Regions from separate parts of the Mus musculus genome. Here region 2 is linked to region 1. The links are chromatin contacts, called in public targeted proximity ligation maps. All regions are on one chromosome and are shown on one strand. The core of a region is the stretch at or near the end of the contact, and the rest is flanking DNA. Distances in the headings are between cores, read along the strand shown. Region 1 holds the start of Lgals12 (lectin, galactose binding, soluble 12). Region 2 has its middle 25 kb from the start of Slc3a2.

Evidence for each region.
Region 2: a targeted proximity ligation map of pancreatic cancer cells shows a contact between it and region 1. A contact is called at or near these places in 14 of 39 promoter capture datasets (cranial neural crest, embryonic stem cells, hematopoietic stem and progenitor cells and 7 more), 12 of 484 Hi-C or Micro-C datasets (the HL-1 cell line, bone marrow-derived macrophages, differentiating embryonic stem cells and 3 more), 3 of 130 datasets of targeted methods (embryonic stem cells, pancreatic cancer cells and stem cell-derived neural progenitor cells) and 3 of 9 other capture datasets (embryonic stem cells, liver and macrophages).

What each region holds. Positions count from the first base shown.
Region 1 is chr19:7,604,768-7,609,073 of GRCm38.p6, reverse strand. It overlaps Lgals12 (lectin, galactose binding, soluble 12), which reads left to right and starts at 1,881. Exons shown (of 10, transcript NM_001356574.2): 1 at 1,881-1,947; 2 at 2,251-2,412. The coding sequence starts at 2,344.
Region 2 is chr19:8,687,030-8,691,415 of GRCm38.p6, reverse strand. No RefSeq gene overlaps it. Among named protein-coding and RNA genes, the nearest start is that of Slc3a2, 25 kb to the left of the region's middle.

The sequences.
Region 1 (4,306 bases), core at 632-3,131:
AAAGCTACTGGGGTGGATAGGTTTGATTGTCTGCTTTTCTTCCCTTGACTGAAACAGGCACTGAAAAGGAACTGAATTGTGTCTTGGTATGCTCACACATGAGAGTCCATAAGACTTAATACCCTAGGGTGCATATAATGTTCAGCATATAATGCTCTAATATAAAAAACCAGGACCTTTTCTAACTGACAGTATCAATTTCATTTCTACCAGCAGTATGTTAGAGATCTAATTTATCTAATAGATATCTAATTTATAGCACACACAGCATACACTACACATAAATAAAAGTAATAATGAATGGATACCACAAGAACCGTGGGGTGGAAGACCCATGGGGTGGAAGGTAGTTGGTAATATTCGTTCATGAAAACCTAACACAAGACATGGTGGACCTTGTTCGTCGCTGGAAAGGGAAAAAAAAGTTCTTATATGATGAGAGAAATTACTATTCATACTGAGAAAAATGAAACTGGACTACCTAATACCCACATACATAAAAATAATTCCAGCTAAGCTGAATGGTGGTGGGCCAGCTGCCAACTTTGTCCATTCGTCCTGACTAGTTTTTCTCCTAATGTTCACACCCTCTAATTATTCCATCAAGTGTCCAGATGTTGTCAACTGACTCCCAGGTGAAGAAGGTCCCTTTCTTGGTCTGCGGAATGGATTCTTAAGGTATTCTGCAATCGTCCAAGACCCTCCCAGCAGAGACAACTGTATGAGAACAAGGCTGGCTGCCAACCCACAACAGAGGTCCCAGACAACACTTTGATCTTGAACTTCTAGAACAGAGACAAAATAGAGTTCTGTTGTTTACACCCCACCCAATCTGTTGTATTTTGTTATGACAACCCAAGTAAATGAGTGCACCCTCCTCCCTCATTTCCCAGCAGGGCTGATGTGGGGTGGGGGAAGGGCACCACTAGCCTTGGGGACCCAGATCTGACTACAGTGCAGGGCACTATAGCCTGGCTCAACTGGTCTCTCCACCTGCCGTTTCTCCTCCCCACTGTGGCGAACATATCTCTTTCTGAACACACCCAGGATTGGATTTCCCACAGAAACACCTTCAGCTCTCCTGCCACACCTACCCAGCCACAGCTGAACAAACTCCTTGCTTGGCACCCAAAGTGCTTTCAGTTAGAACCCAAGTCAGGGTTTCTCATTAATGCTCAGTAGAATTGCCTGCAAGGCCATTTCCTGGACTTCACTCCCAAAGAGCTTTCTCCAGTAGGTCCCGGGGTGGAGACGCCACAGTTCACCTTTCTGGCAAACTTCTAGGTGGGGAGATCAGGTGAGGTAGACCTGCCCAATCCCTCCGCCAGGCCCCTCACATGGCGCTCTTATCCCTGGAACGACTGTACCAACACCCTGTGTAGCTGACATACCAGGAATTCCCTGCTGCCAAGTCTGACCCCATAGTTAGATCAGGAAACCTCCCAACGTAGGCTAAAGTTGAGGAGTTATGCTATTTTGAAAGAGGAACTTTAACTGGAATCTGAGCCAGGCCTAGAGGCCTCTCCTAAAACAGCAATATGGGTCCAGGCTCAAACACAAAGCCCAGCCATGGTCACCCTTGTGACACCGGGATGAACAAAGGGAGGCTCAAGGAGAAGTGACTTGTGGAAGGACACAGCATGTAAGAGCAGAGGCTGTGTTCCCTCTAGCCAGTGCTGCTTTGTCTGAGACCAAGGGAGCCCTCCTCTGCCTGGCCTTTGTCACTCCACTTTCTTGTGACCCTAGCTGGTCCCTGGCATTTGCAGCTAATGCTGAAATGGCCTCAAGGGACTGAACAACTTGGGGGAAAGGGGAAGAGAGGGGAAAGCAACCAGGGAATGAATGCGGGAGGAGCCAGGAACCTGGGGGCGGGGCCTCTTAAGGAACCTGCACACGTGTACCACCAGCAGCAGCAGCTTCCCTTCCTACTATCCGCTGAAGGCCCAGGTGAGCCCCAGGAAACAAAAGCCCTCGCTGAAATGAGCCGGCCCTAGGCTTCCCTTTGAAGTGGCCAAGTGCTTCAGACACAGACACAGATGGGCTAGTTAGCAAGTCCATGAGTGAGTGCCAGCTACCCGCCCCTGGACGCGCGGGAGTTTCTGCTAGCAGGTCCAGTCCAGCAAAGCTGCTGCTGTACCATCATAGCGGGGGTTGATGTGGTTCCTAGAGGTGGGCCAGTGCCCCTCCCAGGTCGGCTCCAAGAAGCATTAGAACTCCATAGCGAACAAGTAAGACTAACAGCTTGGATAGCTGTTGCAGAGGCTGGGAAAAGTGAGTCCATTCCGTGGGGAATCGCGTTGCTGGAATCAGGATCAGAGGCTGAGTTGAAGTTGCCCCTCCCCCATGTCAACTGACGAACACCTGGACCCGATTCCTGACAGCTTCATCCTGCAGCCGCCAGTCTTCCACCCGGTGAGTAAGCGTAATAAAACGACCAATCAGCTAAATTCCAGCCTGCAAGTGATTGGTCGGGCTTCCAGGATCCTTGCCTATTCAATACGCCTCTTCTGGGATAGATGGCTAGAAGAATGGAGGTGGATTGCTATGAGGGACACTAATGACTAAGGGCAGCCCCTTCTCCAAGCCTGAGGGAAACCCTCCTAGTCAGGGAGAATGTGGATTCCTCTCTCCCTCCCCCTGTTCAGTGCCCAGGAGACTTTCTGAAGCCCAGCCACGTTTTCAGAAGGCCAAACTCCCAGCAGGCACTACCACTAATGAGCACTAATTATTACTTTCCCCTGCTTGGTTCTCTCCTCCTTAGAGACCTCCATCAGAGCAGTTAATTAACACATTCTGCCAAGAGCCTGGGAACTGGAAGCCACTGGGCTGCCTGCCAAGCTGCCATGCCATGTAGAGATCCTGGCCTCTGGCTCCTCCCCCACCCCCACCCCCGCCCCCCAGGTGCCTGAGCAACAGGGCTGAAGCACCTGAAACCTCCTAGGTCCCCACAGCCTGTTGCTTCGCAAGCTAAGACCGCCACCTGGAGGGCTCCTCGGAGTGGTCTGGGCTCTCTGATTGCCACTGGGAGTTGACAAGCCACCTATAAGGGCTGACCCTGTGACACTGCCCCAGGTTCCCCTTCCAGCTTGTCTGCACACCCTCTGTGGAGCACCCACTGTGCTGAGCCTGCTGAAGAGAAAGACAGGGCTCCAATTATCTTATTCAGTGATCCTAATGGAAAAACAGCCAGCCAGCTCCTGTACATGAGGGACCAAGGGCCAAGCTAGCATTGTGAGTGAAGACTCTGAGAACTCAGAAGAGGGAAAGCAAAACGGTGTCAGGATGGAGGAACAGGAAAAAGTGGAAGGGAGCAGACCCAGCAAAAGTAGAGTAGAAAGTGTGTCCATACTTCAGGAAGGCCAGACAGCCTCTGTATGAGGAAAGATGGGCCCCAAGAGATGGGCCTGGTCCCTAGTCACCGTTAGGTATCTCCAAAGAGAGTCCACATCAGGGCCAACTTGCTCCCAACTTCTTCATTCTTTTTTCCTCTTAGCTCCTAAACTCTGGGCATTCACCAGCCCTCAGCAGCTTCCTTCCCAGATGGCACCCAGTGAAGTGACAAACCACAGTAGCACAGCAACCTGGTGTGCCTCAGCTGGGTGGTGCTCTGACAGGGCTGTGGAGCTGATTAGGGTTCCCTGTGTCATATAGCTTTGGCATGTCTGCCCAAGAAAGAAGAGCTTTGGAAAGAACTGGGCTGGGTCACTAGAGTAACAAATTGATGGGATGTAGGGTTGCCATGGAAACAAGTCTCTGGGCAAGTCTGTGAGGTATTATCTCAATCCCATTAATCAAGGTAATGAGAGTCACCCTAAGTGTAGGGTGGCACCACCCCATGAGCTGACCCCTGGTCTGAATAAAAGGCAGGCATGAGGCTAAGTAAGCAACAGCTGCCACTGCACCCTGCTTCCTGCCTGGATGTGATGTGACCAGCTGCCTCAAGCTCCTGCTGGCATGCCCTCCTGCCATGATGGACAGGACTCTTCCTTCCTTTCTTCAGTTGCTTTTGTGGAGTATCTTGTTACAGCAATAAGAAAAGTAACCCAGGAATATTGGAGAGAAAAATGCTCCTTCCCTACTAGGACATTTTCTCTTGAGGGTGAAAAAACTATTACTTTGCAAAAACAACTTATGGCAAGAAATATTTATTTTGGCTCACAACCATAGGAAATCCATCCACCGTGGCAGGGAAGATGGTAGGAGGTGACCACTCTCCCAACTCCACAGTCAAGAGTCAAAGGCCTGACAGGGGTGATGGCACATGCTTTTAATCGCAGCCCAGAAGCAGACAGAGACAGACAGAGGC
Region 2 (4,386 bases), core at 1,551-4,050, 1.1 Mb before region 1:
TTCTTACTTTCATCTCTAGCCCTCCTTCTCTCTCTCTCCCTTTCCACCTTTTTCCATGTGGCCATGGCCCTCCTCTCTCTTTCTTTTACCTTCTCTCTTTCTCACTGCCTTTCTAAAACAAAGCTCTAAAACCATAGACTGTCTTTGCTTATCAAGGTCCACCGTACTTGAACGATGGGATAGGCTTTCCCCTAAAGAGCCAGGTCTAACCTCCCTCCAGAAGGCCTTCCTGCGGACCAAAGACTCTTGCCCATGTGGGAACCACTCAGAGCCCCCTCTCTCCTTGCTCTCTCCTCTCTTCTGCCCCAGGAATGACCGAGCCACCCCTAGGGCCTCCATTTTGTTCTCAGCTCTTCCACAGTGTCCAGCGGAGTCTGGGATGCCCGAGTCTGAGAACCCGTTATCTCTGGCCTCTGTGAGGCCCAGAGATCTCAGACTGCCCCTTGTCCACCCTCATCGGACTGGGTCCATAGCTTCACACAGCCAGACACCCACCCTGGGCTGCACACCTCCTGTGTCTGTGTGTGTGTTTTCCATCTTGCTGATTGTTTGATTGGATGTGGGATCTTCCTAGATTTCTTAGTGTAGTGTTACATAACTTTCTCTGGGGAGTCTCTACATTGGGTAACATAACAAGAGGAGGAAAGTCCCAGTGGGTAGGCATTCTGCCACTGGGACACCCTGCTGAGAAGCCCTGGATTGTAGGAGCTTGAGTGTCTCTATCAGTACTCCCAGGTGGCTGTGTGTGGCATTGTCCTAAAGATCTGTGCCAACACCTTGACTTTGGGCTTCTGCCCCCCAGAACTGTGAGAGAATCTGCTTCTGTTATTGAGACAACCAGTGTGTGGTGCTCAGAGATGTCACCTGTGTATTCCTGCTCATGTGACCTTTTCAGAGTTCCATATTGGAGGGCTATTCAGACTTCCTGTACCATACTCACCATTAAAAGTGGTTTACATGGTGGCTGGAGAGATGGCTCAGCTGCTAACAGCACTGACTGCTCTGCCAAAGGTCCTGTGTTCAATTCCCAGCAACCACATGGTGGCTCACATCCATCTGTAATGAGATCTGACACCGTCTTGTGGTATGTCTGAAGACAGCTACAGTGTACTCATATAAAAAAAATCTTAAAAAAAAAAGAGAGAAAAAAAACCTCTTTTTAAAAAAGTGGTTTACATTATGGCCTGGTAGATGTGTGTATGTGTGAGTTTTCTCTTTGTAAGTTCAAAAGGCAGCTTGGCAGGTAAAGGTAAAGGTGCTTGCTGCTAAGCCCAGGAACCCCAGTTTGATCCCCAGAAGGAAAAAACAGATTACCCCAAACTGCCTTCTGATGTCTGAAGATGCTCAGTGGCACCCATGTGCATGTGGTGTGCACACACACGTAATAAATGATATAATATAAAATCTATAAGGGGCTGGAGAGATGGCTCAGTGGTTTAGAGCATTGACTGCTTTTCCAGAGGTCCTGAGTTCAATTCCCAGCAACCACATGGTGGCTCACAACCATCTGTAATGGGATCCGATGGCCTCTTCTCATATACATAAAATAAATCTTTAAAAGAATATCTCCAACAAAAGCCTCAAAGAGTGCTCTTTTCCTTCGTGTGTGACACTGTCCAAATATATCCTAAACTACTGCATTTAGAGAAAATTCTAGAGTCTCGAGAACAAAGTGCTTACTAGCATGCACAAGGTCTTGGATTACATTCTCAGTACTAAGTAATATCGGGGTTGGCCTTGTGTGCTGTGTATTCAGATGGTGAGTTCTGTACCCCAAGAGCAGATTGCAGTCTGGACATAGGTATTATATTGATCAATGTGCTGTAAAGAATGTTTCCCAAAAGTCTCTGACTGGTATATAAAAAGCTAGAGCCTCTGACTGGGCAGGGGAGATAGGAAAGAGGAACTCCAGACTGAGTGAGGGGATTTCAACTAGGGACCACAAGGAGAAGAAGGAGGAGACGGAAGAAGGGAATTGTCATGGGGCAAGGTGGAACATAAACATGTGGCTAAGAGAAGCTAGCACTGAGGACACACATGGAACAGAACCAGACTCAGATGGCAAGTTATGGGGTATTTATCTGATTATTAATAGCCTAGCTGGGTTAGAATAGCTCAGAATCTGCCCAGCATAGTGCCAGCAACCTGTTAAAAAAGTCTGATGTTTCTGTGTTGTTTACTTGAGAGCTAAGTAGGTTAGAGGGGGGCAGAAACCCCATGTAGATTTTTAGGAGCAAAAGGAGGCATAACTCTCCCATAATATTACTACCATAAACCAACAGTTAACCAACTAACTAATGAAAATATCTCTGTGATCAGGGTCTGGAGAGGTGGTTTAGTGGTTAAAAGCAGTGGCTACTCTTTCAGAAGAGCCAGGTTTGATTCCCAGCATCCACATGGTGGCTCACAACTGCCTGAAACTCCAGTTCCACGGGATTCTGGCCCCTGTGGGTACCAGGCACATGTTCATATGTGCAGACAAAACACCAATACAGATAAAATAATTAGAAAATATTGCCAATCATGACTTACAAATGGGCCTTACAGTGACTTACAGGGGACATTTTGAATTTCATCTTGAGACTGAGCCTCTCAAGTGTGGAGGCTCCGTCATTGCTTCTTCAGCTGTAACAGCTCTGCCTTCCCAGGAAGGAAACAAAAGCTCAGAGATGTGCAGAAAGTCAACCAGCTTATAGAGGAGTCGGTGTTGAGATAAAACCTTGGTTAGGTTCCACCTTCCTGGCCTGGTTCTGCCACGACCAATCTGGTTTCAAGAAAGCACAACTCTGTGGGCTAGGGAGATGACTTAGAACTTAAGAATGCTTGTTATGCAGTTATGAGGACCGAAGTTCAGACTCCCAGTAGTCAGATAACAAGACAGGTGTCCCACAAATGCCCTTAACTCCAGCCCTGAGGGATCTAACATCTCCTTTTGGCTTCTGTGAACCACGGACACACATACTGGGACATACATGTGCACAGACATAGGCAGAAACACACACACACACACACATCTTTTTTTTTTTTAAGATTTATTTATTATATGTAAGTACTGTAGCTGTCTCAGACACACCAGAAGAGGGCATCAGATCTCATTATAGATGGTTGTGAGCCACCATGTGGTTGCTGGGATTTGAACTCAGGACCTTCAGAAGAGCAGTTGGTGCTCTTAACCGCTGAGCCATCTCTCCAGCCTCCCCCCGCCCCCCACATCTTAAGAGAAGAAAATGTCATTTTGTCCAAGGGTGGACTCCTATGCACATCACCGTAGCAGATGTCTCTCTGGAGATTGTTGTTTGGATATGCAATGTCTTCCTTGTTTTGTATTAAAGTCTTGTTCTCTACTTAGTGGACCCCAATAAGAAGCAAGTGAATCAGGAGAGTGGGTACTAACTTTAAAAACGGGCTACCGGAAAGTGGGGCCTGGTTGGAGCAAGTAGTCCCTGGAGACTGTCTTTGAGGAGTGTGCTTTGCTGTGGCCCTTTCCAAGTGAGCACTTCTATCATGCCCTCTCTGCCTGACAGTCTGCCTCACTAGAGGCACAGAAGTGTGCATCCAAGGGACTGTGGACTGAAACCACTGACACTGTTTTCCTTCTTTTAAATCATTTCTTTCAGTGACAACCAAGATGTCAGGTAACCAGGCTCCTCCGAGGCTGAGATTGTCTACAGTAGGAGTGATGGAGATACTAAAGGTGAAGTGAGGGTAGAAAGAGCTTGAAAGACAAGATTCATTCTCTCTGGGACCCACACACGCAAACCCACTTTGGAACAGATTTCCAGGGAAGACCAGAGAGGAGAAGGAGGAGGAAGGATGTGTGTGTGCGCATGTATGTATATGTGTACGCTTTTCTATTGCTGCGAAGACACAACATGACTAAACCAACTTATAAAAGGAAATGTTTACTGTAGCTCATGGTGTCAGAGGGTTAGAGTTCATAATCATAATGGCAGGGATTATGACAGCAGGCAGGCATAGCTGTAGCTGAGAGCTGACACCCTAATCTAGAGGATCTGTCTCTCTTTGTCTCTCTCTGTCTCTCTCAGTCTCTGTCTCTCTCTCTCTGTCTCTCTGTCTCTCCCTGTCTCTGTCTCTCTTTCTCTCTCTCTCCCTCTCACTGGGAATGGTGTGGGCCTTTGAAACTGCAAGGCCTGTCCCCCAGTGACACACCTCCTAATTCTTCTGAAATAGTTCCATCAAATGTGGACCAAGCATTCAAACATATAAGTTTATGGTGGGCATTCGCATTCAAACCATTACTATGTATATGCATTCATGCGTGCACATATACACGGAGGCCAAAGGTTGGCATGTAGCATCTTCCTTTATCATTTCTACTTTAATTTAAGTTTAATTTTTGGAGACAGGATCTTATCGTGTAACCCT